Linked DNA regions of Mus musculus: regions 2, 3, 4 and 5 are each linked to region 1. Evidence: chromatin contacts called from public HiChIP or PLAC-seq data. All regions are on one chromosome and are shown on one strand. The core of a region is the stretch at or near the end of the contact, and the rest is flanking DNA. Distances in the headings are between cores, read along the strand shown. Region 1 overlaps Dleu2 (deleted in lymphocytic leukemia, 2). Region 2 has its middle 19 kb from the start of Dleu7. Region 3 has its middle 56 kb from the start of Gm35419. Region 4 has its middle 22 kb from the start of Gm35419. Region 5 has its middle 3.0 kb from the start of Gm35419.

Region 1 (2,678 bases), core at 53-2,552:
AAACAAAAATAATACCTACTTCATAGAGGTGTTGTGGGCAGTGAGACACCTGATCCACAAAGCGTTTGATAACAATGCGTACCACATTATCAGTACCCAGTGGCTCTTACAACTTTTTCGGGGCTTCATACAACGGGAAACCTATCTGGTGAGTCCATAATTTACTCTAGCACTATTTTTTTTTTCTTTTGGAAAAGTACCCTAGTGACGTCCAAAAGATTGTACATCTTCGGCTCCAATCCAGAACCGAAAGCTCCGTCTCCAGTTCAGAATCCAAAGGCTTGTGCATGGTGGGCTGGTCGCACACCTCGAGGTCTGGGGTGGAGGGAAACGTCGGGGTGTGACAGCCGCCCGCTGGTCGTGTGATTGAACCGTAAAATTCCTACCTCGTGAGATGGTTCTAGGCTTAGGTGTGACAGATCTGGGAGGCGCTGGCGGAGGGCGAGAGCACGACAGCGATACGCGGTTTTAAGTTCCTGAGCGGCCACCCAGGGCTCGAAGGCGCACTCGGTGGCTTGGAGTTTAGTTAAAAGCGGTTTTTGTCTTGTTTTTACGAAACTCTTAAGATAGTCCCTGATTTGTTTCATCACTAGTGTGTCACCGGAGTAGTGTCCGAAAGCTGACCACCTCCACTGCCGCACAGGGGCCACGCAGGCACACACAGGAGCGCAAGACACAGCGGGGACTGGAACCGAGGAAGTAGAGAGCCTTGCGCCACGACGATCCTGCGCATGTGCCGGGGGAGAGGGAGGTAGAAGTTTCCGCATGCGCAGCAGGGTCGCGCGGGGGTGGGTGGGGGGAGGCAGGGACAGCTGTGGAGCCGGCCCGCGTTCCCGGCATGCCCCGGGGCGGCGGGGTTGGCTCTAACGAATTTGAATGAGGAGTCTCAGCGCTTTCGGCGCCATTTTCGAGTGATGCCTGATCTCATCAATCTAGCGGGAGGGAAGGGATAACCTGTCCGAGCCTAGCGCGACGCTAGGATCACGCCGGAAAATCCCCCAAAAATCATCAAAAAAATTAACTTAGAGCAGAGGGCAGTCGGTGGGGCTTCGCCAGATGCGGCGCAGTCGGTAAGAGCCTCAAGTAGCGAAGCGGGTCTCGAGAGGTGGCAGCGATGGGACCGGAGGACCGTGAGGGGAGCAGGGACCGGACTCGGGGTCTGCCCTCACTTTCGCGGCAGAAGCTCCCCCAGGGGATCCGGTTGCTGTAAGTTGGGTGTCCTCGGATGGGCGGCGTCCGGCCGCGCTCGGGTGGCGGGAGCGCGGAGCTGGGGGAGGGGAGGCGCGGTTTGAGCGGGACACGGCCGAGCGGCCGCCGCCCGACCTGTCAGCGCGAGCGGCCGGGGAGCTAGGCCGGCGCGGCAGGGTCGCCCGCGACAGGCGCCCGCCCGCCCTCCCCGGTGTGCACGGCGGTCCGGGCGCAGGCCGTCTCCTGCCGGGAAACTTGGGTCGCGGGAGAGACGGCTGCCCGCGGCCCCCGAGGTGCGCTGCGGAGTGCGGGGAAGAAACGACGCCGGCCGGGCCGGTCCCGGGCCGGATCCCGACCCCGGGCGCGGCGGATGGATGGATGGCCGCATCCAGCTGGGTCATTTTGTCGTTGCTCTCCCGGCGGTCCCCTCTCTCGCTCGAGGGGGAGGGGTGTCGGGGTGAAGGGAAGGACGGGGCTGCGAGCTTGCGATTTCCTGGCGTCGGGCTCTTAGAAGACTTTTTCCTTCTCCGGTCCTTGAATCGCAGCGTCTCAAGGAAAAGTAGCGTGAAACTTGGTGTCTCCTGCCGACAAGCCTTTGCACCTACGATTTAACGGTCATTTTGCAGTCCTCAACTTTCCTTGGGTACTCCTGACGCTGAGGCGGAAGAAAGCGGAGTTGTCTTTCCTTTGGGGGGGGGGTTTCTTTCTTTCTTTCTTTCTTTCTTTTTTTTCTTCGTTGGCTGTTGGCTTTTTGTCAACCCAGAGTCGACAGCTCTTGAATGAGCCAGTGACAGCTTTGACTTTAGGTAATGCTCGCTAGGTACTAGTCTTTGTGAAGAGTCCACGTTAAACTCTTGTGTCGCTTTCCTCCCTCAGCACCCCTAGATTAACCCTTAGCTCATGGGACGTTCTGCGGGAGGGTCGCACGGACCTGCCTTAGTGATCCTCTGCGGATGCTTTTGCTGCAGCTTCTCGGTTATTCGCCGAGGACTCAGGCTTCAGGAGACCCTCGGTGACTTGCTAGTCAGAGCAGGCCCCCTACAGAGCTTTCTCCCTCTGGAATTTTATCAGAACCCTGGATTTGGTGTGTGTCTGTGAAAACTGGGGGACCCGCCCTCATTTAGATCCCTTCCAGAAGAGTAGGAGCGCAATGTGATGTTTTTCAAATTGAGTCTAACGGAGCTCCCAAACGCCGGGCTTCTTACCCACTGATTGGCTGGAAGGAAGCGGGACTGGGGGGTTTGAATGTTGATCCCAGAGCTGATAATTCTTGACCTACGAAAAACTGTGTTTAGACAGAGAACTATTCAAATAAATACAAAATGTAAAATCGGAGTTTTTTTTTTAAGTTAGTACATAATAGAGTTGTTTCTTCCGTAAAAGCCTTTCAGATGGTTCTGAAATATATATATTTAAATGTAAAACTAAAGAGGCTGTTTTCAGAAAACTGTATTTCTGCTGTTGGAGTTATAAGACATTTCTGTTCTTCA
Region 2 (2,678 bases), core at 84-2,583, 630 kb before region 1:
CAAGAATTCTTCATCTTCGTGTATGCTGCACAGCATCTAGGTCCTGAAAGTCTTTGGTCCTTGCTGTCTTTTTATATCTTCCCACGTAACTGTGAGCTATTGAGTTATCTCTATTGTCAGTATTCATGATCATTTACCTGAATACATCTGTTCATTTGCTGTACATGCTATCAGGTCCCTTTGTTCTTTTCCTAGGAGCCCTCTGTGTTTTTTGCTGCAAGCAGACAGGAGTTAAAATACCTAAGTATATCTTATGACTAATTGCTTGCTGGAGTGATATTCTGAACATTCTGGGTTGAATAAAACAGGTAATTAGAAGAACACTTGCTTTAAAAGCAAGAGGGCTGGTGTTCAACTCTCCAATATCCACATAAAAGCCAGGTGTAGCTATGAATGTTCTGCATTTGGGGAACAGTGACAGACAGATCTTGGGAGCTTACTGGCAGCCAGCCCAGCCAAAACAGTGAGCTTCAGGTTCAGTGGGAGACCCTGTCTCAGAAAAGAAGATAGAACGTGATTAAGGAAAATATCCCATGCCCTCCCCTGACCTCTGCATCCACATGCACCTGCACACATGTGCACATACCCCAATACTACATAAAGATGCTGTACACAAACAACACACACATATGTCATGTGATTAAGTGTACCATTAAAAGAAAACTTTCAATATGGTTGCTAGTATACATGAGGCTCTGTGAGCAACTTGCATTGCACTTCTATAGAGTAGTGCTGTTGGAGAACATTCAAGAGACAATTCACTGTTCTCTTTAACTGTCCACTGTCTAGAGGCTATTCTATACCTTCTCAAGTTACCTTCCTCCAGTGTCCTCATTCTTAGCGTGTGGCTTGGCTTCTGAGCACACAGAGACAATGAAAGCCACCCAATGGGCATGTTTACTGTCTTACTGTAGAATTACCAAGCCTGCCTCTGTAGTCATACACTCTAAGCTCCAGACTGCCTCTCGGAGGACCTGTCCAGATGAGGCCCTGGAGTTCCTCGGGCCCTCGATGCTGCCCTTCCTACGTGCTCACCACCTTCCCTCTTACACACATCCTCAGGATCTGCAGAGCATTTTTTCAGTGTGTTAGAACATGCACAATATTTTGAAATTATTAACATCAAAATTTACTGCAATAGCTCTGCTTTTATGAGTCTATCTCTTTTGTTTTCTTTTGAATGCCCTCAAATGAGTTTACGCCCAGTATCCACCAACATGGCTCTTGTAGAGACCCCGATGACACCCACACTGATAACTTCAGTGGCAAGTCTCAACTTGTTCCTTACTGACACATCAGCAGCTTTGACATACTTGGTGACTCATTTCTTGGATCATACTCTAGTTTTAGTTCCAGGTCATCAGACGCTGGCAGTTCTACTTCTTTATTGGCTACAGGCTGATGTCCTGGCTCTTCCAAGACTCCTGAGTCCTTGAATTTGAAGTGGCTCAGGGATCAGTTTGGGCCCTCCTCTCCAGTTACTCCTTGGTGCTTTCCCCCTACTCATCAGTGACATCTGGTTACTATCTTTGGTCCCAACTGTTTAATTCCTGTTTCCAGCAGACATTAGAACATCTCCTTCTGACATGGTAGGATCTACATCGATCACTCCCAATCTAGCTTATAGATGGAAAGGGTATTTCAGAGGTCAGAATGGAATTCTTGATCTCCAAACCTGTTTTTCCTGTATCCTCTACATCTCACTTGATGATGACTCTTCTTATGGCCATATGGGCATAAAACTGTTCGACTCATCCTTGACCCCCTTGCTCACACATCAACTACAGTAAATGAAGCCAAGCCAATTCCTCTTCAAAGTCCACTGGGTGAGTCAGGGTTTTTTGTTTGTTTGTTTGTTTGTTTTGTTTTTCTGTGTCAAACAACTGAGAAACAGTTGAAAAGACTAAAGATTGGTTTCGGCTCACGGCTTCAGAGGCTTCGTGCTGGGACTGTCTGACTTTATAGCTTTTAGCTTTGCGGCAAAGCAGAGCATTGTGGTAGAGGGCTGTAGAGGAGCAGAGCTGAGCACCTCCCAGCAGCCAGGCATCAGGCAAAAGAGATGCCTGTGTAGCTGAAGTTAACCTCTTCAGTGGTGTAGCCACAAGCACGCACCTTACCAACCTCCTAGGTGGTGCTCACTCTAACGAAGTTGACATTCCAGCTTAAGCAGCCCACCACCGACAGCTTCCTTCTCACTGAGATTAAAGTTCAAATCCTGCCTCTCTGCCCTGTAACCTACAGCACTCCTAGGCTGAATGCTACCCTCTGTGTTGCCCTCATTTCTTTGGATATAACAGCTACTTTTGGAACTTTTGCACCTATCCTTTACTCTCTAGGTGGCTCTCAGCCACAGTGTCACATCATTAAAATGGATGTCTTGCTCCTTTAATAAAAATAGTATCCTTTGTAGGATTATAGCTCAATGGTATTTTGCTTAGCTAGCATGTGTGAGGCCCTAAGCTCAGTCCCTAGTGTCTCTCTCTCTCTCTCTCTCTCTCTCTCTCTCTCTCTCTCTCTTTCTCTCTCTCTCTCCCTCTCTCTCTCTCACACACACATGTCACTCTCTGATCCATTCCTTCTCCTTCCTTCCTTCCTTCCTTCCTTCTTCCCTCCCTCCCTCCTTCCTTTCTTTTGTAATTTTGCATTGCCCCTATAATGGTGTACTGGCTAGTTTTGTG
Region 3 (2,678 bases), core at 53-2,552, 580 kb before region 1:
ATAAATAAATGCTGGTATTTATGCACATAAAATAAAAACAAATCTTAAAAATAAAAAGGAAAGAAATGCACACAGCCATCCATAGCCCTTAGCTCTTTATCTAGGGGTGACACGTCATGAGATTTTTTTTCTCATCCACAAACAACAGTAAATGAATGCAGCAGGCTGTATTTACATAAAAACACAACTGAGCACATATATGTGTGAGCAGTGACAATAATTAAAAAAGAAATTATAAATTTGAGAGGGAGTTGGGCAACATGGGAGGAGGTGCGGGGTGGCAGAAATTATGTCACTACAGTACTCATGTGTAAAATTCTCAAAAAGACAAATGTGTAGGTTGACCTGTTAAAGAGCTGAAACAGACTCAGGAAGATATGAGCTCAAAATGCTGACTAATGGCTCAAAAAAATTAGCCATATCATTCTGTTCTTCAATTCCCCATGTCTCTCATCAGAAAGACTCACCAGCTCCCTTCTCCAGATCCCTTTTTTATCCTTTCAAAAAAGAAACAAACCACCTTTCAAAAAAGGTGGGGACCCGAAGAAAGACTGTCCCAAGAGACACCCCGAATCTAATAATAGATCCTCTTCTCTTCAGCCACATGAAAACCCCACAACTCATCCCTCCTGCTTTTTAACATTTAGAATCTCATTATATGTAGACACCGAGTCTTAAGAGTTTAATTTCCTCCCTGGTAGTATTAATCCGCTAGCCTTCTGCCTTTCCTCATGAACGGAGAGAAAGAATCTGCTTTGCACAAGTGTAGCTGTAGCATACCAACAAACCAAGGATGCTTTAAATATAAAAGGGCTACCCAGTGGCATGTGAAGGAACAGGCAAGACCACTGTGCTGGCCAGCTTTGGAACCGGAGACTAAGTTCTGAAAAACCTACACAAAAGAAAGAAAGAGAGGGAGGAGGGGACAGGGATGAAATGAGCATAAGAAGTGAAAGGCAGACTTTACAGTCACGGGCAGTTGTTGTTTGAGTACTCTCTATGTTGCCTCAAGACACAGCTGTACATAAAATACTCTGCCTCTCTCCTCTCTAATGGAGTCATATTCATTTCTACTTAACGAGAATCACAAATGCTATTTCGAAACTGCTCGGTTCTGAGGAGCACTGTCTAGTTGGGTGTTTCTTACGCACTCGTTGGCATGGTTATGCCCGCCTAATATAAATGTCGGTAGCCTTTCAAAGGCCTTCACAGGACATCTTTTGAGCATGCCAGTTACCATGGTCACCAGTGTACCCATTTGCAAGGAAAATTGGAAGCCATGCTCATTACGTCAAGAACTACATCGGGCGATAAAGAGAGCATGCTTGCTTCAGAGTTGGCAACTGGTTATTTGTTAGACTCCCTGCCCACACAGTTCCATCAAACAATGTCTCATTCAACTGCCGAAGTCAAAGTTTACAGCTCTGATCTTTCCAACTGGAGCTGAGTGTGCCCGTGAATGCAGAACCTTCCCTAGCAGACTCAGCTCAGCAGAGGGCGACCTATTCTGGTGACTTTGTAAGAACAAAAGAGCCAAGTCATCAGATGGGGCGTGGAGAGAAGCCACAAAACAGTGCATTCTTTTTCAAAAGATGTACTTTTTATCTTCTGTGCATGTATTTGTGTATATTATTGGATATATCTGTGTATGTTATTTTTTTGTGTGTTTATGTGTGCCACAGGCATGCAAGTAGCTTTGGAGGCAAGAGAAGACCATCAGACTCCTGGGAACTGGAGTTGCATGTGGCTCTCTCAGATCCTCTGACAGCTGATTCATCTCTCCAGCTAAAACAATCTCCATTCTAGGACCTTCTAGCATGAACTACATACTTCACCTGGGCTGTGACACTCCTGTGTTTCTCTAGCCAAAATTTTCGGTGAGTGAGAGAGATCATCTGTAAAATATCTCAATCTAAGCCACCCACAGTGTCCTGCATTTTAATCTCAGCATTTGGGAGGCAGAGGCAAGCAGATCTCTATGAGTTCATGGCCAGCCTGGTCTACATAGTGAGTTGCAGGTCAGCAAGATCTGGATAGTGAGAACCTGACTAAACTAGACAAAACCAAATACTGTACTCTCCAGAGTTCTGTGATTCTAAAGCACTCTGACTTCATGCATTTGTGTCATCTGTTCAAAAGCACATGTTCATAAGTGCACAAACACACACACACACACACATACACACACATACACACCCACATACACACACATACACACACATACACACACACACACACAGAGAGAGAGAGAGAGAGGGAGAGAGAGAGAGAGAGAGAGTGAGCTTTCTTTAAAAGATTTGTGAGGTTGAGAATTTAATTGACATACTTGACACTTTTACATGGTATATGGCACATGCTCACGCACACACACACACACACACCTATCCTTTTCTTTACAATCCAACCTGAAAACATGTTCCACAGCTCACCTAAACTCTGACTTGAGAGTTCACATGAGAACAGCTGACTTATTTATTCTAAGTGAGGCCGTCCAGAACCAGGAGAACACTGTACATTGTCACTCATGTGGAGGTCCCAGTATTGAATCTCTAGATGTGTGTTTAATTTGGAGTATCTGTAGAACCCAGGAAAATATCAAGGGGCTTTTAGTGAGGAGGAGGAAGAAAACTATTGAGAGAGGACTAATAGTACACAGGTGATGACAGAAAGAAAGAGGG
Region 4 (2,678 bases), core at 90-2,589, 540 kb before region 1:
TTTCTTCGGGGACCTTGACTTCAGTGGAAAAGCGCCGCAGTACAGTTTCCACTTCTGCTATGTTTGTGATGAATAAGCAAGATGCCGCGGCTGAAATGGATCTCCGTAAGTTTGCATTTCTTTCCTACCGGCTTAGATTATTGATCATTTTGTTGGATATTACACATTTTCTGTGGTAAAATGTTCCACCTTCCAGCCTCCTTGGTACTTCCTGCTCCAGAGTGTCCGGATGGGGCGGCCTAGGGGAGGCGGGCTTCTTCTCAGCCTTTCTCCTGGGAGTTCTTTATGATTTTGTATTATTTTTACTTATTTGACTCATTAAAGAGACATTTGGTAGCAATGTAAATATTATAACATCAGCAATGCAACAAATGGCATGCACTCTCATCTGTCATGTGAATTACAAACCGAATTCTCCTGCTGCTGATTATCTGCATTTTGTTTCTTCCAGGGTGGCCTAGCGTATACATACAAATGCTTTACGTTTACATAGAGCTAAAGCTGCCTTTCCTATGGGTTTCTCGTCGTTGCTGCTATATTATCTAGGAAGGGCTTTTCCGTGGTTTAGCCAATTTATTTGCTCATTTGTTTCTAGTAATTTCAGGGAGTCACCATTATGAATTGAATGTAAAATGACCCCCACAGATTCAAGAACACGAGGTCTCTAGCTAATTGGGAGTTCCCTGAGAGTTTTAGGAGGTGGGGACTTACAGGAGGAAGTGGGTCTCAGGGGCGGGGCTTGAGGGCTGGCACCCCATAGGCTTCTTGCCTGCTTGCAGAGAATCCTCCACTTTCAGAGCAGAGCTGGTTCAGAAGCTAGGCTGATATTGCAAACTCCTGCTTGCAAGGAACCGGCCACTCCAGCCACCATGCCTTCCCCTACCAGGATGAACTGTACCCCATGAACAATAAGCCCCTTCCTGCAGGTCCTGTCAAGTCTTTTCTCACAACACAATCCCTCTTTTCTACCTTCAAAAGTTCCCTGAACTGAGTTGAGTTGAGAAACACTCATAAGAGAAATAGGAGAAAGCCTGCTTCTCTCCACCATCCTTGCCCTGAGTTCTCACACCATACCCTCAGGCCTTTTGTCCTGTCTCTCCCACCCCTCCTCCCAGCACTCTACCCCCAGGGACAGTCACTCTGATTTTGTTAAAATCTGGCTCATTTATGCAAGGAGTAAAAAGCCTTTAGTTACTTTCTAACCAAAATTACACACGGGAAAACGTTACACACCAGCAAAATCAGTCAAGTTTCTTTGCTTTTGCCTGTAACCGGAGCAACCGCAGTGGTCACACCTGTTAGCTCACACTGAAAGGAAGGCTTGTCTTACTCAACCGATGAAGTAAATGTCTGATAGATGAACTCTTTCAGGAGGCCATTGGGACGGACGAGGAAGCAATTAAAGCAGCCCTTGGTGTCAAAAGGAATCATTGATTCAAAAACCAGACAACCCTATGAAGAAATTCCTGGGTTTTCCGCATCCTAGCTTGTAAGTGGGAACTCCACATCATAGTGTCTCATTTAGATTCTTTCTTCACTCACTATCCCCCTTGTCCTTTTGGTGACCAGAATGAGACCAGCAGGTTCTTCTGGACCCAGTGAGATAGAGCCCCCATCTCCAAACTACTTCCTCCTTCTTTTCTTCCTCAAAGTCCCACTGCCTCCTAAGTGGTCCCATTGTCCCCAAACCTTTTCTTTGGGAAAAATTGCTTCCACAATATATTTTTGGTTCAGTTTACTAATTATTTTTTCTTAAGAAATGACCAAGTGATCAGAGAAATGAGTGCTATGTTTTACTGCTTTCTCTCTGTGTCTGTGTCTGTCTGTGTCTGTGTCTGTGTATGTCTGTGTCTGTCTGCATCTGCGTCTCTGTCTGTCTGTGTCTGTGTCTGTCTGTGTCTCTCTGTCTCTGTCTCTCTGTCTCTCTGTCCCCCCCCCTCTCTCTCTCTCACACACACACACACACACACACACACACACACACACACACACACACACACATACACACACACTGACTGACACCACATTTAAATCAGAACTCACAGCCTGACCGTCACTGAGTCACCTGGGACTCTTATAAACCTGGGCCTTCTGACTCTGCAGGTATGAGAGGCAAACCTGAGGTTCTGCTTCATAAAGCTTTCCCTCTTACTGAGACTTGCTGAGAAGCACACACTTTGAGGAGCATAATTTTAAGTTGTCCAGTACAGTCTCAACCATGGCATCCATGATGCTCTTCCTGCATGAGACTGCTCTTCCTGCACGAGACTGCTCTTCCCCCGGTTGTGTTCTCTTTTCAAGTCACCTGAGTTGCAAGGGTCCTTCCAGGTGTTTGCTTCAAATGGAACAACAGAAAAAGCAACTACTTAAAAAACAAAAAGAGAGAGACACGATGTCTGGCTATCCTGGATATTCTGTTAGCAGGAACCACAGTCTTCAGGGGGTCTTAATTTTAAGAGCCATGCTATCAGATTCTCTCTCTTGGCATTGGAGCAAGGTGTTGCAGCATCCCATAAAGTACTCTGATTTATGCACTCAGTGCTCCTCCCTATAAAACGAGGAGAAAAAAATGCATTAAAAAAACCCCTTCTGCAGGCAAGCTAATGAGATTTCAAGTTATTTGTTACCTAATAAGCATTTAATAACACTAGTATCAGAATAACTCCATATGTAAAATG
Region 5 (2,678 bases), core at 46-2,545, 530 kb before region 1:
CCCCCTTTTATTGGCCAAATGACCTCTTCTTAAAATATGTTTGGTGTTCTTTTCTGAACTGAGAATCATCCACCCACAGGGTTATCTGTTCCATATTTTCATCAGAAAGTCAAGGAGGTTTGGCAGTGGAACAGTAAGGTCGGCTCCATTATCTAATTTTGTCTGAGATACTTGGCTTACCAGTGGGGAAGGTGGATGGCTGGGAATCTGTAGGGGAAGCTGTAGCCTTTCTCTCTCTCTTGGGAATCTGTGGTGGGAACGGCAGAGCCTCCAAGGAGCCCCAAGGCTTTCCCTGGGGCCAGAACAGAGAAAGCTGCTGCTCTGGGCCTTTTCTTGGATGCACATAAAAGAGGTCAAAGGAAATTATAACAAAGCTTCTTTAAAAAAAAGCTAGACACTTTGATGTAATGCATTAATTCAAAGGAATGGCAAAAACATACACAAACTGGCGGGGGGGGGGGGAGAAATTCTTGTGAATATTTTTTGATCAAGTCAGGATTACTGATATTAAAGTAAATAGTGACTGGTTTTGGTATTCGGTCTGTATTTTAAATCAGTCAGTGAATACAAATATCTAAAAGCTGGCATGTGACGCTATCCCAACCCTCACAGCAGGAAGCATTAGTTCAGAGCAGTAGGGAAAATGCATATTTGAGTCCTTTAGTGACTTGTGACTGCAGAGAGCCACATCTAGCAATCAGGCAGATAGATAATGTCATCTGGGGTCATTGTGATGCCTTGTAGAATCTTTGGACAAGCTGCTTTGAGATGAGATTACTTTTGTAGAAGTACAATCCCTTTGCACTCGGTTTTGTTGACAAACAGATCAAGCAGCTGACAGAGAAGTGGCAGCGCAATGTGTTTCTTCGAAGCAGATGCTGCACTTTAGCCAAGAAAGAAAGAAAGAAAGAAAGAAAAAATCGATTCATCAGCTTGTACGTGCACATCACGAAGCGCTTAATCAGAAAGTCATGTGGGACTTTCTTTGCCATGATCATGAGACCTGGGGTTCTCAAGGGAAATGTTCCAACACGAGAAAGAAAATACACAGCCCAGAAAGCCCATGTTTTCAATTTGCTGCCGCACGGTTTAAATGATCTAAATAGGCAGCTTAATGTAGGGAGAAGGGGTCATTCAAGGTGAGAAAAATCATGTTTAATACCCCCAGCTCACGTTGGGTTGATTGTACTTTTGAAATGCGAATGACCTCAGCTGACAGCGTTCCTCTTGATAAGAGGATCCCCTGTCTGTTTCTAAATCTGTCATCTGCCAGTGACAATGGAAGCATGTCTCAGCTCCTGGCACCAGGCCCAGCTCCTCTGGGCATCATGCAGAATTCGGGGTTTGTTGGTTACTTTCTCTGTATATTGCCAATGTGCTTGCCTCCTCTAGGTGCCACCCTTTCTGTTTCCCATATGTATGCTGCATCACTACAGAGAAAAACTCGACGGCGAGGGTGTGGACTGCATCTTTCCTGGGGAACCTGCTTCAGTTTTCTCTCTATGTGGGATGGGGGGGGGGGAGGGTAGAGTTCTACAGAAACCACAGTCCTCCGATGGAAAGGGTTGCAAAGTTGAGCACTTACTTGATGCTTGCCAGCACTACAGGCAATAGAAAAGAAGTCTGGTTAAAGGCTTGTTTTGATATTCAGTTTATTTTTAGTTCTATGTTTGGGTATGTTTGGGTATACACAACATACATGTGTGTACAGGTGCTCTTGGAGACTTTGGATCCTGGGAGCTGGAGTCACAGGCTATAGTGAGTTGCTTGATGTGTGTGCTTGAAACTGCCCTTGGGTTCTCTGTAAGAGCAGTGTGTGCTCTTAAGGGCTGAGCCATCTCTCTAGCCCAAACAGTATTTATGCTTTAGAAATGCAGCATGGACTATTTTAGATGAAATTATGTAATGCCTGTAAGAAAGACTGTGGATTTATAGTTGTTGAAAATAGTTGATAGGTACAAAGGGGTCTATTAGATTAGTGTGTTTATTTTTGTGCATAGTTTATAGTCTCTATAATACACAACTTAAAAGATGGCAGGAAAGGGAGCCTTATCCTCAAATACACAAGCCCCAGTGAGGCCAGAGATGCAGCCCTTCAGACAGTAGCCAGCAGGCAGCAGGCAGCACTGCTCAGAGCTCTCTGGTGTTTGACCTCACAGTGTGGTGTCGTGTCCCTTACAGTTCTCTGTCTGTCAGACTGCTGGGATGCACCCTCTCCTTGAATTCTTCTCCCACTGACTGGGAGTCCAGTCAGGATCTGCAGAGTTCCAGCTTCACAAAACTCAAATGCCCCGAGTCACTTCTCCAAGGCCCCTAAGTCATTTTCCAAGGCCCTTAAACACAGATAGTGCATTCTCTCATAAGTCTGACTTGGGCTGTACACATGTTTCAATTTCCACCTAGTTTTATTTTCAGCCAGATCCCTATGGCCAGCAATGGCTGGAGGTCTTTCTCTTGCTGATCCTAAAGTGGCCTTTTTTCTTCCTGTGCCTCTTTCTATCCCTTTAGTTGCCCTGTGCCACGCCCCCCCCGCCCCCGCCCCCGCCCCCGGCATACTCCCCTGTGTCTTGAAAACAGTTCCCTGTTCTGTGTGATCATTTTGACTCTTGGACTCTAATCTCTATTCTGAAGCAAGTTAGGCTGAAGTACGCAGAGACAATAGTTCCAGCCTTTGGTTA

What was found. HiChIP or PLAC-seq counts read pairs in DNA pulled down with a chosen protein or histone mark.
Region 2: a contact with region 1 is called in an H3K4me3 HiChIP or PLAC-seq map of bone marrow-derived macrophages, with 8 times the contacts expected there. The contact joins two enhancer-like sites. A contact is called at or near these places in 4 of 39 promoter capture datasets (the C10 cell line, the HPC-7 cell line, cranial neural crest and 1 more) and 15 of 115 datasets of contacts at active chromatin or transcription factors (the NIH/3T3 cell line, acute myeloid leukemia, bone marrow-derived macrophages and 11 more).
Region 3: an H3K4me3 HiChIP or PLAC-seq map of forebrain shows a contact between it and region 1, with 8 times the contacts expected there. The contact joins two enhancer-like sites. A contact is called at or near these places in 4 of 39 promoter capture datasets (the C10 cell line, cranial neural crest, frontonasal cranial neural crest and 1 more), 4 of 484 Hi-C or Micro-C datasets (cerebral cortex, cortical neurons, forebrain and 1 more) and 24 of 115 datasets of contacts at active chromatin or transcription factors (the SCID.adh cell line, bone marrow-derived macrophages, cardiomyocytes and 18 more).
Region 4: an H3K27ac HiChIP or PLAC-seq map of oligodendrocyte precursor cells shows a contact between it and region 1, with 13 times the contacts expected there. The contact joins two enhancer-like sites. A contact is called at or near these places in 1 of 39 promoter capture datasets (cranial neural crest), 1 of 484 Hi-C or Micro-C datasets (cerebral cortex) and 18 of 115 datasets of contacts at active chromatin or transcription factors (T-cell acute lymphoblastic leukemia, acute myeloid leukemia, astrocytes and 15 more).
Region 5: an H3K27ac HiChIP or PLAC-seq map of heart atrium shows a contact between it and region 1, with 6 times the contacts expected there. The contact joins two enhancer-like sites. A contact is called at or near these places in 1 of 39 promoter capture datasets (cranial neural crest), 10 of 484 Hi-C or Micro-C datasets (the HL-1 cell line, Sertoli cells, cerebral cortex and 6 more), 24 of 115 datasets of contacts at active chromatin or transcription factors (the SCID.adh cell line, T-cell acute lymphoblastic leukemia, acute myeloid leukemia and 18 more) and 1 of 9 other capture datasets (embryonic stem cells).

Annotation. Positions count from the first base shown.
Region 1 is chr14:61,647,010-61,649,687 of GRCm38.p6, reverse strand. All of the region lies in intron 1 of Dleu2 (deleted in lymphocytic leukemia, 2), which reads left to right. Among named protein-coding and RNA genes, the nearest start is that of Mir15a, 16 kb to the right of the region's middle. Within about 2 kb of position 1,302, at least 436 of the 459 cell types and tissues checked have an H3K27ac peak or open chromatin away from gene starts, as enhancers often do. A contact at or near this core is called in the SCID.adh cell line, T-cell acute lymphoblastic leukemia, bone marrow-derived macrophages and 11 more, where this site is marked.
Region 2 is chr14:62,272,441-62,275,118 of GRCm38.p6, reverse strand. No RefSeq gene overlaps it. Among named protein-coding and RNA genes, the nearest start is that of Dleu7, 19 kb to the left of the region's middle. Within about 2 kb of position 1,333, at least 10 of the 459 cell types and tissues checked have an H3K27ac peak or open chromatin away from gene starts, as enhancers often do. A contact at or near this core is called in bone marrow-derived macrophages, where this site is marked.
Region 3 is chr14:62,225,480-62,228,157 of GRCm38.p6, reverse strand. No RefSeq gene overlaps it. Among named protein-coding and RNA genes, the nearest start is that of Gm35419, 56 kb to the right of the region's middle. Within about 2 kb of position 1,302, at least 47 of the 459 cell types and tissues checked have an H3K27ac peak or open chromatin away from gene starts, as enhancers often do. A contact at or near this core is called in cerebral cortex, cortical neurons, embryonic basal ganglia and 6 more, where this site is marked.
Region 4 is chr14:62,191,637-62,194,314 of GRCm38.p6, reverse strand. No RefSeq gene overlaps it. Among named protein-coding and RNA genes, the nearest start is that of Gm35419, 22 kb to the right of the region's middle. Within about 2 kb of position 1,339, at least 9 of the 459 cell types and tissues checked have an H3K27ac peak or open chromatin away from gene starts, as enhancers often do. A contact at or near this core is called in oligodendrocyte precursor cells, where this site is marked.
Region 5 is chr14:62,172,673-62,175,350 of GRCm38.p6, reverse strand. No RefSeq gene overlaps it. Among named protein-coding and RNA genes, the nearest start is that of Gm35419, 3.0 kb to the right of the region's middle. Within about 2 kb of position 1,295, at least 44 of the 459 cell types and tissues checked have an H3K27ac peak or open chromatin away from gene starts, as enhancers often do. A contact at or near this core is called in the SCID.adh cell line, T-cell acute lymphoblastic leukemia, cerebral cortex and 2 more, where this site is marked.